2 separate regions of the Bombyx mori genome follow, and region 2 is linked to region 1. The links are chromatin contacts, called in public Hi-C maps. All regions are on one chromosome and are shown on one strand. The core of a region is the stretch at or near the end of the contact, and the rest is flanking DNA. Distances in the headings are between cores, read along the strand shown.

Evidence for each region. A called contact is a pair of places that touch in the nucleus more often than the background predicts.
Region 2: a contact with region 1 is called in a Hi-C map of midgut, with 1.6 times the contacts expected there. The contact joins the promoter of LOC101740658 here to the enhancer-like site in region 1. A contact is called at or near these places in 2 of 7 Hi-C or Micro-C datasets (midgut and whole pupa).

Annotation. Positions count from the first base shown.
Region 1 is chr22:6,762,802-6,767,889 of ASM3026992v2, forward strand. LOC101740658 (elongation of very long chain fatty acids protein AAEL008004) reads right to left here. Exons shown (of 9, transcript XM_004931890.4): 8 at 3,734-3,922; 9 at 1-1,581. The coding sequence ends at 1,450. Among protein-coding and RNA genes, the nearest start is that of LOC119630208, 30 kb to the left of the region's middle. Within about 2 kb of position 1,285, at least 3 of the 8 cell types and tissues checked have open chromatin away from gene starts, as enhancers often do.
Region 2 is chr22:6,798,220-6,803,060 of ASM3026992v2, forward strand. LOC101740658 (elongation of very long chain fatty acids protein AAEL008004) reads right to left here and starts at 2,074. Exons shown (of 9, transcript XM_004931890.4): 1 at 1,700-2,074.

The sequences.
Region 1 (5,088 bases), core at 35-2,534:
CAATAAAATAAATATCAACTTAATTTCATACAAGACAGAGAGAGCAGTAGTAAGTTACGACGTCAAGGCTAACATTGGCCATGTAAATTATACAAATATTCGTTACGCAGCCATTGCATACAAAGCCATTATTTGTCAGCAATTTATTCAATTAAATTTTTGGTTTTATTTTTAATTAAATTTCCTTAAAGCTTTTATAAAAGGCGTTATTAATCAACTAGCCTATTGTTTGAACTTGACCATTGTCTGTAAATTACAGGCAACGTTTTTCATTTTCGTTACATCGCATACGACGAAGTGAGCATCAGTTTTACTCAATGTTTTGAAATACATATTCCTATGTCTATAAACTATTGTGTGATGTTATACATTTATTCAAGTCATTATTTTATTAAAATACTGCAAAATCTAATATTTAATAGTGACTGCGGGATACATTGTGTTAATACAAAGCATCCTTTGGTTCCCCCAATACATTTTAGCTAATACAAATTTTCAAGACCCCAAGTCAATTAATTGATGTGTAGAACAACACGGATTTTCTGTTCTTTATTTGAATACTGTAATAAGTTTAATAAAAAACATAAAAACAATTATATAGTTGATTGGAAGAAGGCAATACACAGTATTGAGTCCTACAGGTAGCAGCAAGGTACGCAATAGTTCGACACTGGACCATACCTAACTATATTTTATCTATGGTAACATGATTCAAGACCTGCACGCGGCGACCTCATGATAAAATTATATTTACAAAAATCCGTTTACCTTCAGTACACCTAGTTACAATTACCATAACTATTATACTCTATGATTAAAATATATATACACATACATAATACAAAAACGCCATTTCATTTACACCCGGCGCACGAACGCAGTACGTATTGTGATTTCTTTATATTTCACAGTTCCCATCTTTACATTTTATAAACGCGTTTAAAAGAAAATACAAGACGGTACAATGTAAGTTTTAACAATTTCTACAGCTTTATCGATAACATTTTGTACTAAACTGAAAACAAGGCCGAAGAGTATTGAAGCGAACTTGACAACGTGACATTTTGTGCATTGTAAACATTAGGAAGATAACAGAGCGCGAGCTGTTTTACATTACAAAGGGTAATTAATCTATGTGACGTGACACTGTATGAGTTTGTTCACATCGAAGGATATAATCTATGCGACATGTCAAAGTTTGTTTACGTCGAAGGATATAATCTGTGTGACACGTTTAGGTTCGTTCACATCGAAGGATATATGTGGGACACGTTTAGGTTTGTTCACATCGAAGGATATAATCTGTGTGACACGTTTAGGTTTGTTCACAGTGAAGGATATAATCTGTGTGTCACGTTCAGGTTTGTTCACATCAAAAGATAATCTGTGTGAGATATTTAAGTTTGTTCACGTCGAGAAAGGATGTGCGTCGCACACTCGCGGCGTGCACTATGAGAGCGGTCTCCGACGCACGAACGCGTCCGCCCCGGACGAGGCGTACGAACTGGGCACCTCCGACCCCATCTCCTGCTTGTAGCCGTTCCTGCCGTTCAGCGAACTCGAGCTGTCGTCCATCACCGCCTGGAAAGTATAATTGACCAATCAACGATCTAAACGTTGTCTACGTACATATCGAAGGGTGAATGTCTATTTGGTTTAAGCGAAATTTATCATTTTTAATTAAAGGTCCGTTTTATGTGGTATAGCGGCCCGTTCCGGCTTTGCTAGGGTCTTTAACAAAAATTTCAAAAATATGATACACACATTAAGCCTTATATTTGCGTCAGGTTTCTAAAAATAGACAATTATAAAGGTACTTTGAATAATAATAATTATTTTAATGAGCTTTTATTTTCATTTCAATAATATTTGTTTTTATCTATTTTTTTCTAATTTTCGTAACATTATTGGAGTCTTAGGAAGGATCACTAATTAAAAAAAAAATTATAGCCTAGGTCACTCGGGGATAGTGTAGCTTCTAAACAGTGTAAGAATTTTTCAAATCGGTTCAGTAGTTTTGGAGTCTATTCAGTACAAGCAAACAAACAAATCTTTCCTCTTTATAATATCAGTATAGATAGTATAGATTACGAGTAGTATCAACAGTTCGATGTTTTTAATTGAACATCAATGAAGTTTACCCCATTCAAATTGTTAAAAAAGGGTTCTCTTATAAAGTTGCAAAAAATGTAGCGTTAAACCAAATTGACGTTCCCCCCTCGAAATTGTAGTTCTTCGAAAATTTTACATCGACTAATATTACTGAGACGTTTTTTTACAATGTAACATTATGTCAAGAATGATTCAAGTGCTGTGTAGTGCCTAGCATAATTTCTTCGCGTGGGTACCACCATGAAATGGCACTAAAGAATTCACCGGTGAATGAGCAGTTGCGTTCATCATCATTCTCCTGCCCTTCTCCCCCGGTCATATACCATTTCTTGGCTCACTCCCCTCTTACACATATGGTCTTTCACGCAATCCATCCAATTTTTTCTTAGGTCTACATCTTCCTCTAAAATGAGCAGTTGCGTTCTTGGAGTAATATACCCGCGTATTGCAAACATTTGGAAGTAACCGACATTTTTAGAATTGCTTTGTTATTGAGGTCCGGTTTTCTCTATACCCAAAACAAAGTGACTCACAAAAAAGATTTTGTTTTGCATTTGACTATAACGCATTTAATGAGATTTATTATTAATTTGCAGTTAATGAAGTTGTATGTATTGAATCGTAGGATGTGAATACATAAGGATCTAAAGTTGCAAAATAATGTACATAGACATTGAGGGCAATTAATTCTCAGCTGTCGAGAGGATATGAAGATGTATGCACGCCTTGAGTGATTTGTCAATAATCCTTAACTATAAGGTTTATTGATTTGTTGAAAATGTGTTTTGCTTATTACAAACGAGAACCAATACGTATTGGTACTTTATTTGAAGGCTTATTAATTTTTAATACTAAACTAAATGGTAATGGAAATGTTTGTTTGTTGGTTGGCTGATTTCCAAATATGGAACCAGACTTACATGCTTGACTATATCTCGGTCAGCATTTTCAAGAGTAGGATAGCTTTTTTTTAATATTTTTTTAAAGCTAATGTGGGTGGACGTGCTCACGGTCCACCTGAGGTTAAGTGATCACCGGAGCCCATAGACATCTACAACGTAAATGCCGCCACCTATCTTGAGATATGAGTTCTAAGGTTTAAGTTTACAGTTCAATATAAGTTTCAACTGAATGACTCGACGTAGGCTCTGGCGTTTATGTAGTTATTCTATGGGCTCTAGTAATCACTCATCATCGTGCGGTTTAGGAGTACATACATCAGACCAGCCAAAAAAAAATTGTCTTAAATCTACAAATAAATATCAACGAGTTGTTTCCAATGAAAGGTCGGCGAACACAATGAATATTTTTTTCAAATCTATACTAATATATAATGCTGAAGAGTTTGTTTGTTTGAACGCGCTAATCTCAGGAACGGCTGGTACGATTTGAAAAATTCTTTCAGTGTTAGATAGCCCATTTATTGACGAAGGCTATATGCCTATATACAACATCACGGTAAGACCAATACAAGTGGAGCACAAAAAAAAATGTTTCATAATATTTTCACTTTCTACGTAAATGAAGTGGGGGGGTAAAATTTAGCGTTATGCCAAAGTAACAATTCCACGCCGACAGAGTCGCGGGCAAAAGCTAGTTATCAGAATAAGTTTTAACTCACCATACAAAGTCCGTTCTGAGCCTTCGATTTCCTCTCGGCGGTTGTGTACCTCGCTTTGTAGAAATCGCTGAAGAGGAACAAGAATAAGAAGCCGTGCATCGCGATCCAGTAGACGAAGACACGAGGGTATTGACACGACGGCCTGAAGAGGACTTGGAGTTGATGACTAAAGATCAATACGAACTGAACCTGCAAATAGATTTATAGTTTTATTTTTATTGCATAGATGCGGTTAACTGGTTACCGGAGCCCATAGACATCTATAACGCAAATTCCGCCACCCATCTTGAGATATAAGTTCTAAGGTCTCACTATAGTTATAACGGCTGCCTCACCCTTCAAACCGAAACGCCTTACTGCTTCACGGCAGAAATAGGCGGGATGGTGGTACCTACTCGTGCGGACTCACAAGATGTCCTACCACCAGTAATGACCCAAATTATAATTTTGCGAGTTTGATTCTTATTACAGGATGTTATTCCTTCACCGTGGAAGTCAATCGTGAACATTTTTCAAGTACGTATTTCATTAGAAAAAATGGTACCCGCCTGCTGGATTGGAACACCGGTGCATCGGTAGATACGATTGCACCGGACGTCTTATCCTTTAGATCACAACGAATTCTCAAAAATGTACAAAAAAAAAATTATTTACCAAAGTCATACGTTCGCCTTTCTAAAGATTTTAGTAAAATAGTACTCTTGGGGTTGACAAACATGTTGCATTCTTCCTTATCATGTCTAGTTTTGGCAGCAACGGATAAACAAGGCCGACCAGATTTTACGTAGTAGCATTAGTCAGTTGATCATTATGTTTACCATACAATAATATGTGATAATTCATGATGATATTTATAAAAATGAATGTTTATTTGTATGTTTGTTATTTGTGCGTTTTGGTGAACATGTTGGCATTCCAGGAGAGGTTTTTGTCGTAATACCCTCATTTTCTAAACGATAGCGCGTGTGCAGTTTCAATAAATGAGTCATAAATGAGTTCCATATATTTATATGGCCACAGAGGACCGGGTTTCGTTTGATTAATAAATAAAACCCAAAACCTATAAAACAAAGTTCAATAAAAAACACCTATGATGGAGTGACCCTATTTTAGGGCAAAGGCCTTCTACATTTTAGAGTCCATTGCCTTTTTATTTTTGTTCCCTACCTATTCGTTGGTAACCTATGAGGCTATTCCAGCTACAATACAACAATCCAACATTCAAAGTATTCGAACACGTGATAATGTGAAAACATATTATTATTATTACATAGAGGCATACGGTCGAATATTTATGAATTGAACTTTTCAAATTAGTTCTCATTTATCATAAATATCTAGTATAAAAACCGGAA
Region 2 (4,841 bases), core at 824-3,323, 36 kb after region 1:
CATTTAGAATGTTGTGACTGGAATTCTTATTTATTAACACATAAAGCAGCTAACATACTAGTTATAAATATGTTTCCAGCAGCCGACACAGATTAAGCTTTTGGCAATAATCTGTTGCAATACAAATGTTACATAACTGAATTCTCAAATAAAAATTTTAATGTTACATCATATCTACTTTTCATTTACAATACTATCGGTGATTTAATAAAAATATCATGATAATAATTAAAATTTTAGTTTACTGTCTTTTTTAATTTATGTTTATTTTTTATTATAAATTGTATCAGTAATGATCTTTTCAAAACTTGTGTTCTTTTGGTGGCAGACATTGTTATCTGAGAAGTAGCAAAATTTTAAAAATTGTTTTTTAGTTGTATGTATTTTATTAAATATTGAAAAAAAAATTGCTAATTGACTAATACAAAACCTAACATCAACTAAATATCTGCTTTTTTATATAACTAGAACTGAGAATTCTTAGCTGACCTATTGTTCCAACAAGTTTTCTAATAGGTATGTATTTTTCAACATTACAGTTTTGGTGGTCACGAATGACTAAAACATTCACAGAAGTTGAAATTTTGCACTCACTACTCTTCCATGATTCATAATATAAATTGCTAAAAAAATTTTTTTTTTTGTTTCCTTGCACATGGAAATAACTAACAGTGCCTTGAGGTTTGACAGTTTGCATGACTTGGGGTTTCAGAAATTTCATGATAAGAGATCCTTGGTGTCAAATGTTTATCCAATTTGAAATTACAATTATTTAATTAATTTATGTTCCAACCCTCATTTTGACACCCTTATACATTTTCACTTATTCAGGTTTGGTTTTTACTACCCACAAAATTAACCACTTTTAAGTTGCATTTTCAGATTCAAAGAATTTATTATTTGAGGAGCGTAGAATTTTTTTTTTGTTTTTATAGTTAAGTGATTATTAAATAGAATAAAAAAAAAAGAAAGCAAAAATGATCCTGATAAACTTTGTTACATTTGTGGTGATATTACTTTAAAAAGTCAGCACATTAGTACACTAGTTAGACACCATTAGTAACATAAGTTAGGAAGTCATATGAACAGTATTTTGGCTTTGCCCTTGTACAACATGAAAAAGCATGAGTTCCACATATCTATTGTGTTCTTAATGGATAGATGGGTGAGAAAATCTCTAATCTATACTTCTTGCAATTGAATACAGTGAAAGATTTCATCAAGAAACTTCTATCGTTTAAAAATGTTATCAATGCTCTCCATATACCATATACCTACCATATCTTTGAAAGGTTATAGTTTTATGTTTGTGAAATAATTTGAAGCATATTTTCATTCTAATACTTTTATATCTATTCAAATTTCCACTAATTTTATCCTTAGTTCTATTGGATAGCAAGAGCAGTTGGCGTTTTTTATATTATTCGTAGTTAAAACAGTGTTTTTTATCATAAATTCAAGATCCAATTTCTAATAAAATTAATTAAGGTTTGTTTTTTCAACAATATCTTATTGAGTGCTTTGTATATTTTATCTACTTTTACAATTTATTAGAAGGGCTGTATAATTGAAACCTATAGTTGTTATTTTAGCTAATGCGGCTTCTGTATGTACTTTCAAAATTTTGATTTCTTGAAAGTAAAGCTTCATAAAAATATTTTTTTTAATAAACTAGTCAAATTTTATGAATTTCACTTACCCTTGATCGCATCGATGTACAAAGACTTTAGAAGAAGTTTTTCAAGCAGTTGATTAAAAAAAGGGATAAGTTAATCTAGAAACCGTCTATTACTATAAGATCCAATCTCTTGATGACTAATATAGGTTATAAAATAGCTTACACTGGTTTTCCCTAAGATATATTGCTTCAATTCAGTTATACTATCATGTAGGTCAATCTTACTTCTAAAAATAATGATTACAATATATGCTATCTATCAAATTTACAAAACTACAAACAAAATTTCTAAAATAGAATTATTTCAACCCACTCCGGCACCACCCACCTAAGTAGGGCTGCGCAGTGCGTGTTTGGTTGGCCAAAACGTCATTGTTGACTATACCCTCGCGTCTTTTTCTAGTCGATTTTTTCGAACATCTAACGTTGATGACGATATTTAATGGTGGGAAATAAAATGGAACGGAAAGAAAAGAAGCTGTTTTTATATGAAATTGAATATGCGATGAAATGAAAATAAGTAAAAGTTCAGTAAAATATTGAGAATTTACTGAAACTTCTATGGATTTTTTTAAAGAATCCGAAAAGCCACGTCCCTCGTCCTTATTGAATTTTTTACCACTAGTGCACCTACCTTCACAAATGTTAAGGGGTCAATAAATCACCTGTATTATATGCTTAGAACTGAAGAAACACTGAATTAAGTAGATAATAAAATAAAACTATTGGCACATCTCGCGATCCTGCTAAAAGCGTAGGGGCTTTAAAATCACGCCAAGCTTTTTTAATAAGATTTCGGACTTGGCGTTAAAATTATAAAATCAAGATTGATTAGGTATGATAAATTATAAAATTTATTGGTCCAATGATAGGGAGTTATGGATTGTGTGTGTACATTGCTATTTTTTAATGCTGTTTGTTCACTGTTGATAAAATCAATTATTTAATAACAGGTTGGGGAAAAGTTTCTTCGCATTTTTTAAGAAAATTCACAAAAAAAATTAATATAGTTTATTTACATTTAATTAAAGTATGTAGGTACCATTTTGTTCGATAACTTTTTGCCATCTTATAGGTAGGGACATGATCCCATTGCTATATAAATTTTGGGGCTTCTGATCAAAATACCGCGACAATTGGTTTTGGCAGGCAGTTCTCTCGTGATGTTAACCTGACACTGCCTAAAGAATTCTGAAGAGACCGAAACAGGTCGAAATCTGAAGGTGCAAGGTCAGAACTATTCGGCCGATGCAATTAACACTTCCCAGCCAAGCTCTCTTAATTATTGCTGAGTGGCTAAATATGTGTGAGGTCTAGGGTTATCATGATGAAAAACCACACCCCTTCTGTTAATTAATTCCAGCCGCTTTCTCTCAACTTGTTGCTTTAATCTAATCAGTTGTTCGCAGTAGATTTCAGAATCGATGGTCCTGTCTGGTTGTAGAAGCTCATAATGAATAATACCCTTCCAAGCCCACCACACACATAGCACCACCTTGTTACGAGTTAATAACCCTGGTTTACCCACAGTCTGTGAAGCCTGACCGGCCTTTGACCACGACCCTTTTCGCACGTTCTTGTCGTACGTGATCCACTTTTCATCACCAGTTATCAGCTTCTTCAAAAATGGTTCGGTTTCATTACGTGGTAATAAAGAATCACAAATGAGTACACGGCTCATTAGGTTTCTTTCAGTGAGCTCGTGAGGTACCCAAGTATCGAGCTTATTTGTGTACCCAAATATCGAGCTTATTTGTGTACCCAAATATCGAGCTTATTTGTGTACCCAAATATCGAGCTTCTTTGTGTACCTCATTTTTTTTCAAATGTGCCAAAACTGTTTTGTGATCAATTCCCAGTTCTTTAGCTACGTCGTAACTAACGATATGCCGATCTTGCTCAACTTTTTCAAAAATGGCATCCATTTTATCCGTAATAGGGCGACCAGAGCGACGCGACGTGCATTTTTGAGATCAAAATTTCCGGATTGAAAACGCTTAAATCAAATTTGTGCTACTCTCACAGACACTGCACTAGGTCCATAAACATCGTAAATATTTTTCGCGGCTTGCGTTGCATGTTTGCAAAATTTTACAATATATCCAATTTCTTCATTAAATTAACTTATCTTGACAGTACGAAAAATAAATAAAAATCACACATTTTCCTAATTTGAATTTGGAATTATATTCTTTAAACTTTTAATGATACCAAAACCAGCCAGATACAAATAGTATAGCCAAAGAGATTTTATTACAAATTCATCACTATAATGCGAAAATACTTTTCCCCCAATCTATTACAAACAATGACAAACATACCTACATTAAGTTATGATTATCTTATTTCACCCACTAATCATCATAGTGTAGTGCGTGTTGTTTTGATTCTATTCGAAATGGCCATCTTTGGCTTTAATCTGCTTGGCCACGAATGTATGGATTTACGCACTGTTTCCTTGGAAAACTTCGCAGCAGTAGCGAGTCCAAAGATTTTTGAAGAGACTCGATGTCGTCGTCTCGTTTAGATCAGGCCATGTCCTCTAAAACTGAACATAATTTGAAGTTGAAAGGGTTGAGATCTGGGCTAGACGAGGGCCATTCTTCAGCTCTTATAAAGTTCAGAACGTTGGTTTCAAGCTAGGCTTGGTTTGTGCCTTGTGACCAGGTGCAGAGTCCTGCTGGAAAGTCCACGGTATATTTTCAAAAAGTGTATTGCTGCGAGGTTTCACAATATGATCAAAGACTGTATACTTTACTATTACTACACTTTGGCTGAAGTTTCCTCTCCTTTTTCACAAAAATGTAGTTTTGTGACTCCTAGATAGGACACGCCCCACCAAACCATCACTGACGCATGATGATGACCACGTCGTACTTTTCCGATCCCTTGAGCAGCTTCTTTAGAACTGTGAGCTTACACTTTATCATTTTGCTTATTGTAGTGTTCTTCAATCGTGAAAAATTTTTAATCGGTTAAGAGAATATTTCTGTGCCTTTCACCTGCGTATCGCGACAGAAGACGTTTGGATCGCTTCACTGTCTTTAATTGTAAAGATTGATTTAAGGCATGTCCTGTAGGTATATCGACGATAAGCATTGAGCTTCAGGTCTTGTTTTAAAATACGTGACAGAGTCCTAGTGGGAATCTTCATTTCTGGGGA